Regions from separate parts of the Triticum aestivum genome. Here region 2 is linked to region 1. The links are chromatin contacts, called in public Hi-C maps. All regions are on one chromosome and are shown on one strand. The core of a region is the stretch at or near the end of the contact, and the rest is flanking DNA. Distances in the headings are between cores, read along the strand shown.

The links. Hi-C and Micro-C count contacts between places; a contact is called where the count stands out from the background.
Region 2: a Hi-C map of leaf shows a contact between it and region 1, with 6 times the contacts expected there. The contact joins the promoter of LOC780585 here to the promoter of LOC123121794 in region 1. A contact is called at or near these places in 5 of 5 Hi-C or Micro-C datasets (leaf, root and an unstated tissue) and 1 of 1 datasets of contacts at active chromatin or transcription factors (leaf).

What each region holds. Positions count from the first base shown.
Region 1 is chr5D:365,336,267-365,341,436 of IWGSC CS RefSeq v2.1, reverse strand. It overlaps LOC123121794 (dicarboxylate transporter 2.1, chloroplastic), which reads right to left and starts at 2,129. Exons shown (of 5, transcript XM_044541853.1): 1 at 1,263-2,129. The coding sequence starts at 2,036. It overlaps LOC123121793 (queuine tRNA-ribosyltransferase catalytic subunit 1), which reads right to left. Exons shown (of 16, transcript XM_044541851.1): 9 at 5,048-5,089; 10 at 4,737-4,842; 11 at 4,494-4,604; 12 at 3,903-3,974; 13 at 3,708-3,809; 14 at 3,580-3,626; 15 at 3,463-3,490; 16 at 2,992-3,276. The coding sequence ends at 3,118.
Region 2 is chr5D:365,480,013-365,485,182 of IWGSC CS RefSeq v2.1, reverse strand. It overlaps LOC780585 (homeobox-leucine zipper protein HOX4), which reads right to left and starts at 2,303. Exons shown (of 3, transcript XM_044541854.1): 1 at 1,879-2,303; 2 at 1,409-1,773; 3 at 743-1,325. The coding sequence starts at 1,936. The coding sequence ends at 936.

The DNA of each region.
Region 1 (5,170 bases), core at 880-3,379:
TTTTTTCGAGTCGCCATAATAGTTCTGTTGTAAGAAATGCTGGATGAATTTAATTAGCCAGTCATGTATGAACTTTATTAGAGTTGAAACTGCACATACCATGGAAGTTCAAGAGCATCACTGTTGTTTACAACAAATTAAGGCTAGGCCAGTAGATAAAACAGCTTTAACGTCACTCTTGCACTGTTACTTGTAGGTTGGGTTTTGTTTAGTTAAGATAGCATTCAAGCAAGAAGCAAAATCTTTATAGTTGAGTAGCTTTCCTGCTAGGATAGTTAACTTTGAGCACAACAGTTTTAAGAAATCATCAGTATACTTTCCATTTAGGATGGTTGGCATTGGTTTTATAATGAAAGCACTCTTTCTTCCTAACACCTCCATCTATTTCCTACATCAGTGATCTCATGGTCATCATTCTCCATGCACGAAATGTTACCATCATTATCCAGTAAAACAAATACTCCGTACTTACAATTTAAACCTGTAAATAGGCTCTAGACGAAAATTAGACTAAAATGGCTGGCCTGGGTCTTACAGTTGATCAGATTGATTCGTACCTCCCAGTGGCTTACCTTAGTAAACCCTACGATATGGACGAAGCTTAGGTTTCATATTTCAACCATGCCTGTTGTGTTTAACTGTTTGTCACTTTTTATTTCCAGATAAGTTTTCTTCAGTTCAACTTCACCAATTTACTGAATAATGTTGTCAGGAATCAGGAATCAGGTGAACAATGCACTACTCTAGTTTCGCCATAGAATCCTCCAACTGATAGGATACTTCCTTTAGAAAGGCTGTTGAGAAATCACGAAACTGAAATACACAAAATAACACACTGACTGCTAGAGCTCCAAAATTAATTTCAGCACTGGGGGGTGTACACTAAATAAATTCTGACCAAGCAAGCATCGATTTGACGCATATAGAATTACAGGTTCTTGCACTAATTGTGCCTAGGAAAATCATGCTAACACCCCACATCTCCCAATCAGTAACAAAGAAATGTTGCACCACCTTCAACCTGTGCAGAGCACCGCTCCACAAGAGGTTAATATAATCAAGGTAACACGATCGGCAGTTGAGCACTGAACCCTTCAAGAGTTCAAGTGTTGTGACAATTAGCAACTGAGCATCTGGCGCATTCATTTGTTAGAATCCTATGGTGGCAGGATTGTATGATCGATCTATTCTATGGCCAAATTACCAGCCACCAGGTTCATCAAACCAGCGTTGAATAATGAAAATTAATTTACACCACTTACCTGGAACTGGGTCATCACAAGATATGACCCGAGCTTCCGCGACGACGGGTCGTTAGGCTTGCTGCCCGCGGAGAGCGAGAGCGACTTGATGATAGGCAGGAAGACGCCCCCGGCCCTGGCGGTGGTGCTGGGCATGGCCGGCGCGATGCACGCCTCGCTGACGGTGAGCCCGTAGGAGAGCCCGAGCGTGCTGCCCCCGAGCCACTTGATGAAGTAGGTGGCGATGCGGTCGCCGAGGCCGGTCTTGACGAAGCCTCGCGCGAAGAAGAAGGAGATGACGATGAGCCAGATGACCTCGTTGGTGAAGGCGGAGAAGGCGGTCTCGAAGGGGAGCGTCCGCGTGGCCACGGCGGTGGTGAGGCCGAGGAAGGCCCAGGCGCCCACGGGGAGCGGGCCCAGCACGAGCCCCGCGATGGTGGAGAGGAAGATGGAGAGCAGCTGCCACGCCTGCAGGGTCACCTCGGCGGGCCGCGGCGCGAGGAAGCGCACGGCGAGGCCGGCCGCCAGGGAGACGACGAGCGGGACGAGCTTGGCGCCGGCCGGTTCAGCGCTGGCCTCCGCGTCGGGGTCAGGGCCGGATTCGGGGCCGGGCGTTTGGGAGGCGAGGAGGTGCCGCGCGTGGCGGCGAGGGGCGGGGGAGAGCAGGCGATGCCGCGAAGAGAGGGGGCGGGATGCGAGCGGGAGGGGGAGGTGGAGCTGGCGTCGGCGGAGATGGTTCGGGGCGCCGACGAGCAGAGGCGGGCGGTGCGAGACGGCGACCCGGAGGCGCTCCATCGGCGCCGGCGGCGGGAGGACGGGGGCGGAGCGGTCCAGGAGCAGAGGCGGGCGGTGGTTTCAGAATTCAGTCCCCGGAGATCGACTTGTAATGGCTGCTTTTTGAAATAATCATTTTTAGCCTAGATACTAACGGCGGAATCTGCGAAACTAACGCCTTGATGATTTCACCCACTGACATGTGTGGTCATGTGCTGGGCGTCCGGGATGGACCCACCTGGCAGCGGCCGAAGGAGTAGCGCTGTGTCGCCCACGTTTTTGCCGGGAGATACTAGGGCTCGGCGTGGGGACCAGTCGCAGTCACCGGAATCTGTGTTGGTGCTCACCTGTGTGGTGCGGCTGAGCTGAGCAGCCTCGTCACCGGTGGTGGATCCCGCGAGGCATCGCGTTTTGACGGGAAGCGACGGTCAACAAGGGGTCGACACGTGGCGCCAGTAGATTCTGGTTGCCAGCCCCGTCTGCCGTTCGATGAGGATTGGACGATCCAGATGACCAGCCAGGTCATTTTCCTGAAAGATCGCACACATTTCCCACGCGACATTTTCCATGCCATGAAACCGGCAGCGTCGCGGGACCACCTGCCAGTGGACCACCTGCAAACACTAAGCATTGCAAAGAATTCCACGAAATACACATTCAAGCCAACAAAGAGTGTGATGAAGACCAGAGTTTGGACAAAAAGAGCGTGTGAAGACTGGAGAAGCCATATAATATATAATCAGTGAAACAAAATGACCTGCATCGCAGCAACAATTTTCGTGAGTATAAATAATGATGCTGTTACAACTTTCCGTGGATTGTCCTTGCAGCAAAACCATTTGCAACAGCTTGCAAACAATCAATGGCAGATACTATAACACCTTGGAGACTATCAAAACCTATGGGCGGCTAGCTTCAGCATACTGTTGGAAAATTCTATGCTGAAGCAGTGGATGAGAGTCAGGCCTACAGTCTATGACCCAAAAAAAACCTCGTGAAAACGCGTCATGTTAAGTATGAGGGATCACTTCCACGTGACAACCCTTCCCTATCGTCAATCCGTACCGTGGTATCCATAATGAATGCTCCCAAGCGTTCGGCGTCAGGGGCATCTGGTCGGCGGGCAGAACTCCGATATGTCGACGCCAGCAGCCTCCATTGCGTCATGCTGGCAGTTGGTCGGGGTGCAGCACTCCGATATGTCGATGCCGGCGACCTCCATTGCATTGTGAACCCACTTTGGCACGTCACCCTTTGGGAACTGCCATCATCATGATTTTAGTGTTTAGAGGTAACACAAACTACTAAGAAAGATAATAACAAGACAAGAATATGGTTTTAGCTCTGTAGATGATTGGGTGGCGATGGTATAAGGAGGCAGTTTGTTGCTCAGCTATTTTTTGTTCAATCATATATGATAGAACAGAGATTGCAGAGCAAGACAAACCTGCACCCTCAAGAATCCTCTCACGAATCTGCAAACATGTCAGCAGAATTTCGTTATTTAACAGCACACAATTTAACTGAATAATCAGGCAGATTTATGTCGAATGAGACAACATACTCTGGAAATCGCCCTTCAAGAATCGACATGTGGAGATCTCTACTTAACTGAAACAGAAATGAGAGTGATCAAACAATAGCCAACTGTGCTCAAAATGAACAACTCAGCCAAAAAAAATGACAGGATACCCGCGCCATAAATGATAAATTGTGATATGACAGCAGTTGAGAACCCATAGGATCTTTCGTGACCAGACAATGCAAGTATGCACGGGTATAGTTTTTGCAGACCTGAACAACAAGACAACCATGTTACAGAACTCCAAAGATTGTAATTATATCAATCAGTTTACCACTTTGTTCCTAGTGTTGTTGAAGCCATACCATACATGGACAGGAAGGATCAATGGGCCGTTCGTCAGTTGCCATTGCATTTTGTTTCAACTTCAGAACACCCTAAGATGATGCAGAAAAAAAGAAGTTCAATAAATCATCAACGGGAATTAAAGTTAAAGGAACTAGATTAGCACCAACTTAGAAATTAAGACTATCTTAACATAAGCTTAAAGCCTAAACCTGCTATAAATGTGCCTGCTTCTACAACAAGCACAGTTAATTTAGACAGTATACCCAACAAGCATAAATGCCAGGGTCCCCATTGCAACACCATCAAATGGTTTATCAGCAAGTCCAGCTTATGGGGTTTCTAGAAGAAACAATATCCCCTCCCATTCACTCACACGGACACACCTCTCATGTGAGTTCGCTACAGTAATGCTGACTGAGGAAAGCACAGAGGATGTGATCTCAGAATTTCGAATGGACTATGGTTGCATATGTTACTGTTCTTACCCATATCAGGCTAATGTAAGATAAGTTCTTTGAATGCCAAAAGACTGAAATATATCAGTGCTACAATAAAATGCTTCACCCAGCTTGAATTGCATAGGGCTGTCAGGGACAGAATTTTCCTACCTCAGGCACAAGTGCGCTCCCAAAGCGAGCAGTGCGTGTTGGATAGACACAGTCATACATATCTGCACCCAAAGCACTGCATACTACAATATCAAGTGGATAACCAACACCCTGCATATCAGAAAAACAGCAACCGTTAACCAAACAAGTTCTGCGTGCTGCGTTGTTGAAAGCTGAAACAAGGGTGAATCGTATCAAGCACAATCGGCTTAACATGAGCAATTTGACAAGTTTATAACTTACCATAACATATCGTGGTTTATCTTCAGGCAACCCAGCGGTGCACTGGGCAACAACACGCCAAAACGAGTCTTTATCTTCACCACCTGCAAGACCACCAATGGCATATCTAGCAACAAGAAATTCAAAGTTTGAGCCACTGAACTCTTGAATTGCAGGGAGTCGTGGAAAATACAAAAAAAACATATAAAAAATGATTAACTTTTCAAGTATGTGACAGATGTTGGAGATCATGGGAAAACGAAAAAGATCTTTTGGCTGCATATAAGAAAATTGTGCATGGAATTTATGGGTGAATATTTAGTCTGACATACCCGGGAAGGTTCCTCTCAACCAAGCCCCTCACGCAAATATCTCTGGAATTACAAGAGTTGCAAAGTAACTTATCAAACTGCATTGATTGCATGAATGCGTACCTTTCATGCATGTACTACAAG
Region 2 (5,170 bases), core at 1,054-3,553, 140 kb before region 1:
CCGCGCCTGATTGCCCATCATCACGGTCACCAGATCTTCCAAAACGCACTCGATTGGCACGGCGACGCGCCCGCTGCCCACGGAATCTCCAGGCGCGAGGGGCCTATTCTATAGCCTCCAAAAGGCTTGGCATCATGAGAGCCGCGCTCCGATCTCCACATGATTTCTTTGTTTCTTTCTTGTACCGGGGGAGCGTGCATCAGGTTCGACGGCGGCACAACAACTGCTACTACGTACGAGAATAGCAGGGAAAGCGCGAGGGCTCGATCCGAGGGAACCGGCGACGACGGGGGAGAGCGAGCGCGTGCGCCACCACGCACGTACGCGCGGGTCGCCGTCGGCGGTCGCTCTCGCGGGGGAGGCCCGCCGTGGACGAAGGGGGCGCGGACTGGGCCAGGCACGTTGGCGTCGCGGGGCGGATGGCTGTCGGTTACGACTCTGCGCGCTGCCATCAAGCGCTAAAGCTTAGGCCAGCCCGGTCAATGGGAGGCCCAATGCCTGCGCTTCACGTGGCCTCCGGGGCCCACCCAACAGCGACGCTGTTCCGTGGCCCGCCCGTCGTTGCTTGCTGCTCCCTCCCTTCCTCTTCACTGCTCGCTCCACACTGTCCTTTTCCCCTTGTCCCTATCCCGTGTAGCTTTTTACACTTGAGTCCAGCTTAACTTAAACATTTAAGTTTTTAGCTAAAAGGCAAGGGTTTATGGGAGGAAAAAGGAAATAGCTGAAAGAGCAGGGGCGGAAATGGCACTAGTAGTAGTAGTAGTACTATTGCTGATGCTGGCTGCCTAGCGACGGCGAGGGTTTGACAGGAAAGGACTAGATAAAAACGAGATTTACAAAAATTTCAGAAAAGCCCCTGCTTTCTTCACTAATCTTTTATTCCCAGCGCGAGGTGTCCGTCGTCTCCCACCGAGTCTCTCGCTCTCTGCCGCGCCTCATTTCCAGGGATCCGTCGGCTCCGTCCACCACGCCAGCGGCGGCTCGTCGGCGAAGAACCCCCCGCACGGCTCCTCGTCGTCCAGGAACCCCGTCTCGTCCTCCTCCACCTTCAGGAAATTCCCGTGCAGGAACACCTGCCCGTGCCCCGCCGCCGCCGCGCCGGCCGCCCCGGGCCCGCCGAGCAGCGTCCCCATCTCCGGAGCCGGCGCCTCCTCTGTTGGCGTGGCGCCGGTCGCGTCCGTGTCGTTCAGCACCCCGCTCGAGTCGCTGTCGGATGACCCCATGCCCGCGGGCGGCGGGCCGTCGGACGCCGCCGGCTCCTCCTTCACCGACGTGAAGCTGGCCGCGGCCTCCTCGTCCCCCAGCTTTCCCTTCAGATCCTTGATCTGTATCACACGAGGCGCGCAAGCATCGAGCATCAGCCATTGCGCACGTACAATACTAAGAAGCGGGCGTGAGCGGCACGGACCTCGGCGAGGAGGGCCTCCTTGTCGCGGCGGAGGGCGTCGTGGTCGACGCGGAGCGCGTCGTACGAGTGGCGCAGCGCGTTGTAGTCGCGCTCGAGCTGCTTGGTCTTCCAGCGCGCCCGGCGGTTCTGGAACCAGACGGCGACCTGGCGCGGCTGCAGGCCAAGGTCGCGCGCCAGCCGCGCCTTGCGCTCCGGCTCCAGCTTGTTCTCCACCTCGAAGCTCCGCTCCAGGGCGCGCACCTGCTCCGCGCTCAGCCGCCGCTTCTTCTCCCCTCCCCCGCAGCCGCCGCCGCCGCCGCCGCACGCCATCATCTCCTCCTCCGCGTCCCCGTCCGCCTCCATCCCGACCACGCCGTAGTCCATATCTAATCAAACACGCACACAAAGACTCAGATTTCCGCGCCCTTCACCTCCACAGAACGAATTCCCATCAGAAAGAAAGAAAGAAAGAAAGAGGGCTGGCAATTTACCATTGGGGCTGGCCATCTGGAGGTGGGAGGAGGGGTTTCCGCCGCCGGGCCGCTTCATGGCGAGTTCCACAGAAATTCAGATGGCACCGGCACCACCACCACCACCACCACCTTCCCCGATTACTGCGAGAAGAGGAGCAAAGAGCGGGAGAAAGGGCTCGCGCGCCTCCACTGCTGGCCCCTCCCCGTCCTCCCGTCCACGCCTCGATCCATGACGGCCACCATGTACCCTCGTCTCCGCCTTGGGAAACCAACACCGATCAAAATGTCCTCCCCTCCACGATCGCGTATGGATTTTTCTTCCGCGTTTCCTTACGATCCAAAAAGAGTGAGGAGGGGGAGGAGAGTGGAGTGTGGAGTGGAGTCCTGCTCTGTTTTCTTTTCCGGGTTTCCTTTCCGTTTCCCCAACACTGCGTGCTGCATTTCCGTGTGCGTTTAATAAAGGGGAGAGGGAGGGAGAGAGAGACAGGCGGGGCGGGGCCGTGTTCCTCCGGCTCGGCGCTCGGGTTAGGTGGAGGGGGCGGTGCGGTCAGGAGCTGACCATGGTTAGGACCCCCTGCACGCGTCGCACGGCAATTTGCGAGCCCAAGCGCGATCTTTTTTACTGATCGGTTCAGAGGTGCTGCGTGCACGTAGGGTCGTGGACTGATAAGACGGCCTGCACTGGAATGGGACGCCCTAAGCCTCTCGTACAAGCCCAGTTCATGCTTCACAATTTGGGAATTTGCATCTTACTATTCTTTGTGCACTAGAACTTTCACTAGTATAGACTAAAAAAAACTAGAACTTTCACTAGTATAGACTAAAAAAACTAGAATTTTCACTACCAAAATACCCCCCAAAAAAGACATCAGACACGATCGAAAATGTAGTATCAACATGTGAGATGCAGTTGAAAGGGTGTAGTTGAAAATATCGTCCAAACACGGCATTCTGTTGAAACATGTGATGGAGTTGAAAAATATGCAGTTGAGACCCAACACGGTTGGAAGAAAAATAAAAATGCAACAGTAAATATATACTACTGAAACGCATAGAACCAATTGCATTGCTAACAACTGCAACATTTAATAGATTCTTGTGTACCAAACGTGCAGTGGTTACCATTTCACAAAAAATTATCTTGAATCGCTAACTATCAAAACCCTCTTACTTTAGTGCAAAAGGATACCCAATGAAGAATGATATATATAGTGATTTGCTTGATTTAGTACAGATTACATCAGCAGATGCATATAGAGCAGCTGCTCAGAATTGAAACATAGGACGGGGGAGGAATCGTGTGCTGATCGTGGGGAAGAGGCGCCAATGGCAGGCTCGGCGACACAGAGACATGCACAAATATCGATGAAGGCGGCTGAAGGTGTCATGGACTAGGGGGTACTAACCTAGTCGGCCCGTATTCCTCGGGCTGGGCGAGTGGTCCCTCATTCTTCTCAAGATGGATCCCGGAAGCCGCACGCTGGAGGTGAGATCAAGACTACATCCACCGAAGACTCGACGTATACTCGAAGACTTCTCCTACCGCCTCCACGCCTAGATACCGACCTTGTAACCCTAGATATCCTACCTGACGTGTGTATAAGCCAAAGGGTTTAACCCGTAGAGGGGACTTCAACACAATCACGTACGTTTAGCCTAGAGTTAGAACACATCTCACGATCTCGAGGTGTTGGGTTCTATGGTAGGGTGCGTCGACTGCAAATTTAAAATTCCTACCCGCAGGACATCCAGGAACATGCTACGGGAACGGATCACGGATCGTTACCACTAGACGCACAATGCCATGCAGCAGAAGTAGAGTTGGGGCAGCGCATCTCCGGAGTCGGCTCCTCCTCGTCCGATCTCCCTCGAACAGCCGGTCGTCGGATCCCACGTACAGGTTCGCCGGAGTGCGCAAGCGTGTTGGGGATCGTAGTAGAATTTTAAAATTTCCTACGCATCACCAAGATCCATCTATGGAGTATACTAGCAATAAGGGGAAAGGAGTGCATCTACATACCCTTGTAGATCGCGAGCGGAAGCGTTCCAATGAACGGGGTTGATGGAGCCGTACTCGCCGTGATCCAAATCACCGATGACCGAGTGCCGAACGGACGACACCTCCGCGTTCAACACACGTACGGAGCAGCGACGTATCCTCCTTCTTGATCCAGCAAGGGGGAAGGAGAGGTTAATGGAGATCCAGCAGCACGACGGTGTGGTGGTGGAAGTAGCGGGATCTCGGCAGGGCTTCGCCAAGCTTTTGCGAGAGGGAGAGGTGTTGCAGGGGGAGAGGGAGGCGCCAGGGGCTGTGGTGCTGCTGCCCTCCCTCCCCCCACTATTTATAGGCCCCCTGGAGGGGGGGGGCTCCGGCCCTGGAACCCATCTACATGGGGGGGGGGCCAAGGGGGAAGGGGGGTGGCTTCCCCCCCAAGCCAAGTGGGGCGCCCCCCACCCCTAGGGTTTCCAACCCTAGGCGCAGGGGGAGGCCCAAGGGGGGGCGCCCCAGCCCACTAAGGGCTGGTTCCCTTCCCACTTCAGCCCATGGGGCCCTCCGGGATAGGTGGCCCCACCCGGTGGACCCCCGGGACCCTTCCGGTGGTCCCGGTACAATACCGATAACCCCCGAAACTTTCCCGGTGGCCGAAACTGGACTTCCTATATATAATTCTTCACCTCCGGACCATTCCGGAACTCCTCGTGACGTCCGGGATCTCATCCGGGACTCCGAACAACTTTCGGGTTTCCGCATACTAATATCTCTACAACCCTAGCGTCACTGAACCTTAAGTGTGTAGACCCTACGGGTTCGGGAGACATGCAGACATGACCGAGACGCCTCTCCGGTCAATAGCCAACAGTGGGATATGGATACCCATGTTGGCTCCCACATGTTCCACGATGATCTCATCGGATGAACCACGATGTCGAGGATTCAATCAATCCCGTATACAATTCCCTTTGTCAATCGGTATGTTACTTGCCCGAGATTCGATCGTCGGTATCCCAATACCTTGTTCAATCTCGTTACCGGCAAGTCTCTTTACTCGTACCGTAATGCATGATCCCGTGGCTAACTCCTTAGTCACATTGAGCTCATTATGATGATGTATTACCGAGTGGGCCCAGAGATACCTCTCCGTCATACGGAGTGACAAATCCCAGTCTCGATCCGTGCCAACTCAACAGACGCTTTCGGAGATACCCGTAGTGTACCTTTATAGTCACCCAGTTACGTTGTGACGTTTGGCACACCCAAAGTACTCCTACGGTATCCGGGAGTTGCACGATCTCATGGTCTAAGGAAAAG